Regions from separate parts of the Cricetulus griseus genome. Here region 2 is linked to region 1. Evidence: chromatin contacts called from public Hi-C data. All regions are on one chromosome and are shown on one strand. The core of a region is the stretch at or near the end of the contact, and the rest is flanking DNA. Distances in the headings are between cores, read along the strand shown.

What was found. A called contact is a pair of places that touch in the nucleus more often than the background predicts.
Region 2: a contact with region 1 is called in a Hi-C map of fibroblasts, with 6 times the contacts expected there. The contact joins the promoter of Klf4 here to the enhancer-like site in region 1. A contact is called at or near these places in 2 of 8 Hi-C or Micro-C datasets (the CHO-K1 cell line and fibroblasts).

Annotation. Positions count from the first base shown.
Region 1 is chr2:88,125,687-88,130,675 of CriGri-PICRH-1.0, reverse strand. No RefSeq gene overlaps it. Among named protein-coding and RNA genes, the nearest start is that of Klf4, 200 kb to the left of the region's middle. Within about 2 kb of position 3,280, at least 2 of the 6 cell types and tissues checked have open chromatin away from gene starts, as enhancers often do. A contact at or near this core is called in the CHO-K1 cell line and fibroblasts, where this site is marked.
Region 2 is chr2:88,329,536-88,334,019 of CriGri-PICRH-1.0, reverse strand. Klf4 (Krueppel-like factor 4) reads right to left here and starts at 1,658. Exons shown (of 4, transcript XM_035439874.1): 1 at 1,177-1,658; 2 at 1-300. The coding sequence starts at 276.

The sequences.
Region 1 (4,989 bases), core at 2,031-4,530:
AACAAGCCAGAAAAAAATGTGCAGATAGCAGGGAGAAGAGAAAATGAGATAATGCGAAAGAAGTAGAAGAGGGGATTTAAATAGAGAAAAGCTGCATGGGAAATGATTGAAGAGCTGGTGCAGAGGGTGAGAGTTCTGGGATGTGATCATTTCTTCCTGTGCCTTTCCCTCCATCTTTGGGTGAGCACTCTTTCATTAAACAAACAAAACTAAACACTGCACATTGTAGGCCTGGCACTCACTAAGTTCAAGGCTGGTCTTGAACTTATGGCAGTTCCTTCTGTTTCAACCTCTTGAGTGCTGGGATGACAAGAGTTTCCAGATCCACATTAATGCGACAGGTTTGGACCCCTCATCTCTGTCTCTCTGGGATCTGAAAGCCTAAAGGACACTCCCAGTGACCAAAGAGCTTGCTGGGAAGGCTCACAGTGTGGATGGCTTGTGACAGTCTCCTCTGAGGGAGTTGTTTATACACTTAGACATTAAGTGCTTAAGACTTGAAGGGCCTGCCACACATCCAAAGCTCTGGATTGAGAACTATCTGGAAACTTCCTCCAGGGTAAACAAAAACAACCACTTTAGCTCATTTGCCAAGGAATCTCATTCCAAAAAGGAGAGGAAAGGAAAGGGAAAGTGATGCTGTTTTTTCCCCTGCAAAGTAAAGGTTAAAACAACATTTTCTCTGGGTGGCTGTGAGATCTGCAGGCAGACTTTTCTCTGGTAACCATCCCAATGTGTCTGTGTGGAAAGTACCTAATTGTGACTAAGCACTAGCTGAGGTGATTCACTTGTCACCGCTTGGGGACTTTGTTCTTGTTCTACATAGTGTTTTCATCACGTCTGACCTAGGCCCTCCAAGCAGGGTGTCAGGTGTGTGAGAACACAGTCTTCTCTCTGCTTATAGGAAAGGTCCCCAGGGATCAAGGAGAGTATGGGCTCACTGGAATCCTGTCAAAACTTCTAAGAAGGCTAAACTCCTAATCCTTGTTAGAAGAAGAGTCAGGAGTTTATGGAAGTGACCATGGCTTGAATGGAAATGAACTTCACTCACAATGCATCCAGGATATGCTGGAAGCTTTCCTAAAGTTGTCTTATTCTTCCTCACAGTTATACTGTGAGGCAGGAGTTGCTTCCCTTCCTCATGGAATGAGGCCTAAGGGCTCACACCTCTAATTCAAGAACACAGAGCTGAGAATGGGCCAGGAGATTCCAGGGAAGCAGCAACATCCACTAAGATATAGGAGGACCACAATTACCAGCCTATTCAGGGGACATGGAGTCATTCTGCTTAATAATTCAACTCAAATTTAAACCCTTTTGTTGTAATTATAGTCATAGAGAAAGGAACATGTCACAGGTGTAGAGCTTGATGGATTGTCACAAACGGAAGAAAGCCCTGTAGTTATCACCCAAATGTCTCCATAGATAGCTAATTTGTTTCCAAGACAACCGCCATCACTTCTTGGCAGCCATGTACACATCCCTTATTCAAAGAAGTAGGATCTCTTCCTCACCTCCCCCTGAAGCTGGAATGATTATACTGACTTCTCTAACTCAGGAGAATGAAGTAGAAGCAGTGTTTAAGCCAGGGCATAAGAAGACAGGAAGCTTCTTTTTTTATTTTTATTTTTTATTTTATTCTTTTATTAGTTCAAATTAGGAACAAGCTTGCTTCCCATGTCAATCCCTTCTCCCTCTCCCTCCCCTTCCCCCCAACATCCCACCTGCCCCTAGCCATTCCCCTCCATTCCCCAGGCAGGGTAAGGCCCTCAAAAGGGGCTCCCCAAAGTCTACCACATAATGACAGGAAGCTTCTTGGTGGGTTTCTTAGCAACTGCTTCTAGAAACACCTGGAATCTTAATTGCCCAGAGAGGGTCTTGACTGCCCTAGGGGTCATGTACAGCCATACTGTCCACAGCTGGTAGTGGGCAGACTTATGCTGATGCTGGCTAAAGCACAGACTTTGTGAGGAGACTTTTCTTGGGCCATTGGGAGGCCTCAGTTAAAACCACATGAAGCACAAGAATTGCTTAGCCTAGCCATGACCTCCTGACTCAGAGAATCATGACAGGCAATGAAGCAGTTGTTACATTAAGCTCCTACGTTTGGGGTAATTTATTAGACATCACTATAACCAAACATCTCAATCCATAAAGAAGCACCCTTGCTTGTAATATGACCCTTCCTACAATAAGTATCCCGTGACTCCCTACACTGTTCACACATTCTGCCCTCTTGTAGACCGTGTAGGAATAAAAATGCCGTCATGAGTCCTTTGTGGTGTAGTTGGCTTCTCTGGCTTGGTGTTATGTCTACAACCATCTTCTCTGATGTCAATGTAGCAGCAGATCATCATTCTTCTCAGAGTATGATAATGTGTGGCCATATTTATTTATCCATCTTATGACTGACAGGTAGTTGAGTTGCGGTTATGAACGGCACAGCTGTGAACATTTCAGTGTGCATATTTCTGTTGAATACTGTTATAGTTTGAATTGGAAATGTTTCCTAGCAATCTAATGCATTTGAACATTTTGTTTTCAGCAGGTGTTGCCACTTTGGGAGGTTGTGGAGCCGCTAAGAAGCAGATCCTAACTGGAGCAAGTGGGTCACAAGAGACAGGAAGATTGGAAGCTGATGTCCACTTCTGGTTCTGACTCAAGCACTCTACTTCCTGATCTGCCAACATATGAATAGAATAGTCTGCAAGCTTCTGCCACCACCAAGAACTGAACCACTTGGGTAGCCATGCTTGCCCTGTCATGATGAACTATATCCCTGGAAGTTGTATGCAAACATAAATCATTTCTTCCTTGAGTTGCTTCTTTCAGATTCTTTCCAATAGTGAGAAGAAAAGTCACCAGTACACATACATACCCAGGAGAGAGATTTCTGGAGAATAGTGTTTTGAGCTTTTGCATTGTCCTATTGGTTTTAGAGTGACATGCCAGTTTATGTTCTTATTAACAGTTATTGACAGTTGTTGTACATGCCTCTCAAGCTGGACTTTACTCTCTGTCTTTCATGTTTGAGAACTCCATCTAATTTGTTAACAAGAAAGAAATGGCCAGGCTGTCTACCTGCCAACAAGGAAGGCATTTGAAACATGCAAGCTAAATGCAGAAAGCCGGTTCCTTCCACCCAGATGTGCTCTTTTCACAAAACGGAGAAAGGAATGCCACAACTGTTTGCTCACGTTCAAAGGGATGGCTTCTGGCTCCTGCTTCCACCATGTTATCCATCTGGAGAGTTTTGTTTTGTAAGTCACCCGAGGTTGTGGTAGAGGAAGCAATTAGGATTCTGAGTATTTTCTTCATTCTTGCACCATGAATCATCTCTTGGTCATGAAGTATTTGGAGGAAGGTGATTTGGTTTATTTTAGGGCAATCAGAGGGCAGGATCATAAAAACCTGTTCAAAGGGACTTAAAAATTTACCTCCCCACCCAGGACTCTCAAATTTGTGCTTCCTAATTGATGTGAGAAGATACCTGGCAAACTGAATTTCAAATCTAAGGAAACAAATATACAATAACAAAGCCCACAGTAGTGTGGTTGATCTGGAGAGCTTCATTCAGCTTACGAACTTGGAAGAAATACTGTCCTCTTACTGCCTGGTTGTCCCAAATCCAGGGAAATCACAGACGTTGAACAGCAGCAGAAACTTGGTGTGACAGTGTTTTGAATCAAGCCAGTGTGTAGTACTCAGCTATCTAAGCAGACATTAATCTGTGTGTTTCTGTGAAGGTATTTGTAGATGTGATTAGCCATCTACGATTGGGTGACCTCACATGAAAGAGGTTGTGTGGCTTTATCGGGCTAGTTCATCTGTGGGGTGTCTCAAGAACAAAAACTAGTTTCTTGGAAAAGATAAAATTCTGACTCAGGACTACAGCATTAATTCTTGAATGAGGATTTTTTTTGTTTTTTGTTTTTTGTTTTGCTTACTTTTATTTATCTATTTTTGTGAGATAGTCCCTCCCCACCCCGCCTTGTAGTGTAAGTTGGTTTTGAACTTATGGCCCTTTGGCTGTTGCATTCTAAGTCCTGGGCTTATAAGTGTGCACCACCACACTTGACCTTGATTGCACCCACCCACCCTCCCTACAGATTTCAGAACCACTCGCTTTACAAGTGCACGATCCAACTCACACACATATACATATGAACTTATACATATGTGCTAGTATACACATATAGATAAAGCATATAGATCAATAGGTAGATGGATCCTACTATTGGTTTTGTTTCTCTAGAAAAAATCTTGACTAACAACAATGGTATAAATGCAATGAAACAATGCAGGAGAAACTTTCAGATTTGATGTGGGCCAGACCAAGCATTTCCCATGTCCTTGGATGTGCTCCCGGGGATGAGTTTATGATCAAGCATCTATTCTGCCCAGATTTTCTCAGTTAAAGCTGAAAACCACACTGTGACTACTCACAGAAAGTTCTTGTTGCCAGCTTGCCATAGATGTCTTTTGAATCCTGAGCTTAAACTCAGAACCACAGACAGCCCCAACTGTATCTGTGTCAATCTTACTTCCTAGATAAAAACCACAAATGAAGTGGCTCACATGGAACCTAGAGTCACAACTCAGGGGTCCTCTATGGATGCCTGGCCCCTCCTAAGCCATTTAGCATAATAATACCCATATTCTCATTGACAAAGAGTGGATCGAAGAAGCACACAGGACTTACAATTGTGGTTATGCTTTCAGTAAAGCCAATCAGTTATCCTGCTTTGAACAATTTGCAAATAATGATTTATAAATAACCTTTCTGAATGGCTAACTGCTTAATTTTTCATTGCTAAAAAGGTCATAGATACATCCTCACACACTGAACTTCTGAGATGTGACTTGTGGCAAAAAAGACAGATTGGCCAACTGTGGATGTTTCTGCAGCAGATTTCATTGTCTTGAGCTTCTAGTAGCCAACCTTGGATGACTCACTTCATTTAGCCCTTCCACAAGTTTCATAGATGC
Region 2 (4,484 bases), core at 409-2,908, 200 kb before region 1:
GGGCGCGCTGGCAGGGCCGCTGCTCGCCGGGGAGGACGAGGATGAAGCTGAGGCCGAGGAGGTCACAGTGGCGGCCACTGATTCCTGGTGGGATAGCGAGTTGGAGAGGATAAAGTCTAGGTCCAGGAGATCGTTGAACTCCTCGGTCTCCCTCCGGGGTAGGAGGGCCGGGTTGTTACTGCTGCAAGCTGCGCCAGCTCCACCACTCTCCAGGTCTGTGGCCACGGTGGCCGCCAGGTCGTATGGGCGGCCGGGAAGTGGAGGAAGTCGCTTCATGTGAGAGAGCTCCTCTCGCCAGCGCTGCCAAGGACAGAGAGGGAGAGAGAAGTGGTTAGTTGTAGCCCCTTGCTGCCACTCCTAGTATCGACTTGGATGAAGCACACCAGACTCCTGCCATAGGAACTGGACAGGGCAGGAAGGCAGCTCCAGGGACTCCAGGTGCCAGCGCTTCAATCTCAGCCAGCACCCGGGTAAGAGGCGGCCCGTCGGTTCCACCTCAAACTAGTGCGGCACCTCCGCCAGCCCAATTTTCTTCCCAGCCAGATCCTCGAGACGCTCCAGCCGCCCACGGAATTGGGACACTAGGACATTGTGGCTTTCTCCCATGCACCGTAGCCACCCGGTCTCCTACGCGCTAAGCTCACTCGTGCCCAGAGGGTCTCGAGACTTGGCCACCAGTGGTCCTCGTGCACCCACCCCACGGCCCGGACGCCGGGAGACCAGCGAGGAACCGCTGTGCGCCCCTGGCGGTACCGTAGTGCCGGGACCACACGCACTTAAGGCCGACTCAAGGGCCGAGGAGCCACCCTGGGAAGGCTGTAGAGTCTCAACGGAGGGCAATTCTTGTCCTAGCCAGGGGCTCCTGGTTGACCCCTGGATTCTGCCCATCCACCCCATAACATCCCCAGAAATCTACCGGGCACTAGCGCGACACTCACGTTATTTGGGGCACCTGCTGGACGCAGTGTCTTCTCCCTTCCCGCCGGGCCGGACGCGAACGTGGAGAAGGACGGGAGCAGAGCGTCGCTGACAGCCATGTCAGACTCGCCAGGTGGCTGCCTGCGGGCCGGGCGGGGCGCACAGGGACCAGGAGTCAGGGGCTACCCTGGCCACTGCTCCGAGGTTTCCCACCAATTCTCACCCTTTAATGTTCCCCTAGCCCAGCATCTTACCTACCTCATTAATGTGGGGGCCCAGAAGGTCCTCCGGAGTCCGAAGAAGAGAGAGGGGTACCCGAACCCCAAAGTCAACGAATATTAAAAACAACTTTAGAAACGAAACCCCAAACCAAAAACCCCAAATTCCCCGAGATCCTTCTTCTTTGGATTCAATATAAACCGGAGATGTCTTTTTAAAAAAGTTCCTTTGTATACAAAAATGCTTAGAAAAGTTGTAAACTCTTAAAAAAATAGACAATCAGCAAGGCAAATAAGTAGGTCCGATGGCCAGGCTGCACGCTCTTGGACTCAGCAGTGTCCCCCACCGTTGTCGCGGCCACTGTGGCTGTCGGCGGCTCAGGGGCTGTGGTCCGGGCGGTGGGCGGGCGGCGCCGCCAGGTGAGAATGGCCGCGGTGGCGCGGAACTGCGAGCTGGGCGGTGGCGCGGGGTGCGGAGTCCTGGGGGCTGCGCCGGGTGCACGCGGCCATGGGCGCGGGTCACGGGCGGGTGCTGGGTGGGGGGCCAGAGGGGCGGGGAGGGGCACTCGGCGGCTCCCGGTGCCGCCGCCGCCCGCCACCGCCTCTGCTCCCGCGCGCCCGGAGCCGCGCTCGCTCTCTCGGCCGGGGAACTGCCGGCGGCCGCCGCGCGCTTCTTACTTATAACTTCTCGCTCGCTCGCTCCCCCGCCTCCTCCCCGTGGCGCGCGGGGCTCCGCCGCCAGGCCCCGCCCCTTGCCTTTCTTCTCCCCGCCTTCCCGCAGCCCCCCTGCGCGTTGCCATGACAGCTAAATAAACAAACTCCGCGCACGTGGGGGCGGGGGCGAGGGAGGGGCACGGGCGGGGCGGGGCTGGGCCGTGACGCCAGCCGGGCAGCTGGCGGGCTGGAGCCGTGCTGACGCCGGCGGCGGTGGCGGCGACGGCGGCTTCGGCGCTAGGATCCCGGCGTTGCTTCAGTGGCACGGCGATTTAGGGTCCTCTGTGCGGCCACGGTCGAAAGCCCGGTCACGGGAACCCTTGCCAGGACAGGGTTGGTGGGGAGAGGGGCGGCGGCGAGCCCCTACTCCTGCTCGCGGTTGCTCCTGTCGACTCTGCTCACCCAAGAGCGCGATTATCCGCGTGACTCATCCAGCCCGCCCTCCCTCGCATACGCACGCAGAGGCCGGGCTGTGCCCGTGGGGCCTCTTGCAGGGTTGGGGATAGGGGCCGGGTGACGGGGGGCTAGGAGTCTCAGGAGCTCCGAGTAGGGTCTGCTATGGAGTAAAAAGGCCAGGATGGGCACGTAGTTACAGTTTTGATAATGGAAAGAGCAAGGAAGGGAGTTAAAGGATTCCAGATTTACTTGCGGGGAGTGGGAGCGCAAGGAGGAATCCAGGCGCAGAGATACCTTTCACCAGGAATCTCAAAGCTCTTTACAGGCTACGCACTCGCACTCTCAGTTTGAAGATGAGAAAAATGAGTCATAAAGAGGTGAAGCGGCGAGGTAAAGGTCACAGGACAACTCGCTCCCTTCAGTTTAGGTTTCGAGCTGGCCAGTCCACTCAGAGGGACTTTGCTGGGAGGTGACCGTGTGCTGGGAAATGGAGCACTGCGGTGGGACCCTAGTTCTCTAAAAGTGGCACCCAGGCCCTTGGCCCACCGGGAGGGGAAATGGCAATCGGTCTTTATTTCGGTCTTGTAACTCCTTTTCCCATCCCCACTACCTTCCTAGTGCGTGATCAGTAATTTTCCAGCCGGAATATGTTTTCGCCCTCATCTCTACAAACAGTACTTAAAAAAAAAAAGTAAAAAAAAAAAAAAAAACCCAAACCAAAACGTGAGTGTGGTGTTAAGAATCACTTGCTAATGAAGACTGGGTGTTTACTTTGGATTTGGGCGCACATAGTTGGGCTCCACCGCCCTCAAGGTTGAATCTCCTCGCTCCTGGCGGAGTCACTTGAAGGCAGGGGGTTCAGGAAGATAAGAAAGGGACTTAGGAAAGGTTCGGTGCTCCAGCACAGACAGTGTGTGCACTCGCTCCTCTCCTGCCACGTCTGTCGTCTGTCGTTTCACCTGTTTGAGTCCGGAATCCTGGGACCTGTATTAGTTTTCTTCGGAATATTTGTCATGCTGAATTTTCCTCTTCTGGCCGACCACAGAGGCGTTCTTGGAATGCATCTCGTCCCAGTGAAATGAGGCTGCCCAGTCTGTAAAAGGGAGATTCAAGCTGGGCGTCTTTTTATTCCTTCGCTTGGTTTTGGCAGAGGGCTGGGAGGGCTTTCGGGATAGGGGGTGGGGAAGAGCACGACTTCTCCTGGAAATGGAGCCCCTCCCTCGTGTGACCTCGAGGGGTTCAACCCCACTCCCACGGGACTAAGCCAGTTTAACTCTGAAAACATTACTCTTTCAAATGAAAGAACAACATCAAGAACACCTGTCCCTCGCCTCCCCCCCCAACTCTGTCATTGTGATGGCAAAAACGACTTGGAACGCTAGGGCTGAATACTACTTGGAAAGAGTCAATTTAAAGCCAAGGTCCCAAACCCTTGATGAACTTGGATGAGCTTGTGTTTGACTGCCCCCACCCTCAGGATGTAAACAAGTAAGGGCTTGGAATTTACGACTTGAGTAGTCAGTCAGGGCTCTAGGTTGTTTCAGCTGCATTTTTATTTACCTAGGACAGTAGCCCTTCCCCCCTCTGAAGCTCTCACCAGTAACCACCACAATGAAAAAAACAATATTTCACAGATGAATTGGAAAGTCACTATTATTATGTCATATAATCAAGGCAAGACTCTGAAACTCAACTGAAAAAGATGAAGTTTCCCAACAGCTTTCTGGAGTATAAAAGCCAGCAGGCAACTCTCGGGTTATTCTTGAGATTGCATCATAGGAGGAAATCTGTATATTCATCCCAGATTTCTGAAAGAGCTATGAAGTTCCAGCTGAGAGCTCACCTCCTTTCAAGGCAGGTGCCGGGTGTGACAACAGGGTTATGACCCTCCCTCTCTTCAAAACAGGTAGGGCCAGAAGAGTTAAATCCCTGCCCTATATAATTTATAAACATGAGGCTGTGTAAACCTTTGATGACTAAATTGCACTCTAAAATAATAATAATAGAAGACACCCTTTAAAGAAGAATTAAATACTGGTGACTTTATTTCAGCAAACTCATATTACAAGTTTTGTGGTATGGAAGTTAATTATTGATGTCCTCGGAGCTTTAAAATAATTTTTTTTTTCCAGCACAAACTGCAGTAGTTGGCAGATGATGTGATGGGAATGGCCAGTGCTGGGGGGAATGAATGCTGCACTGTAGAGTAGTGTGAGAGGCTGAGATGACTGGATGTTT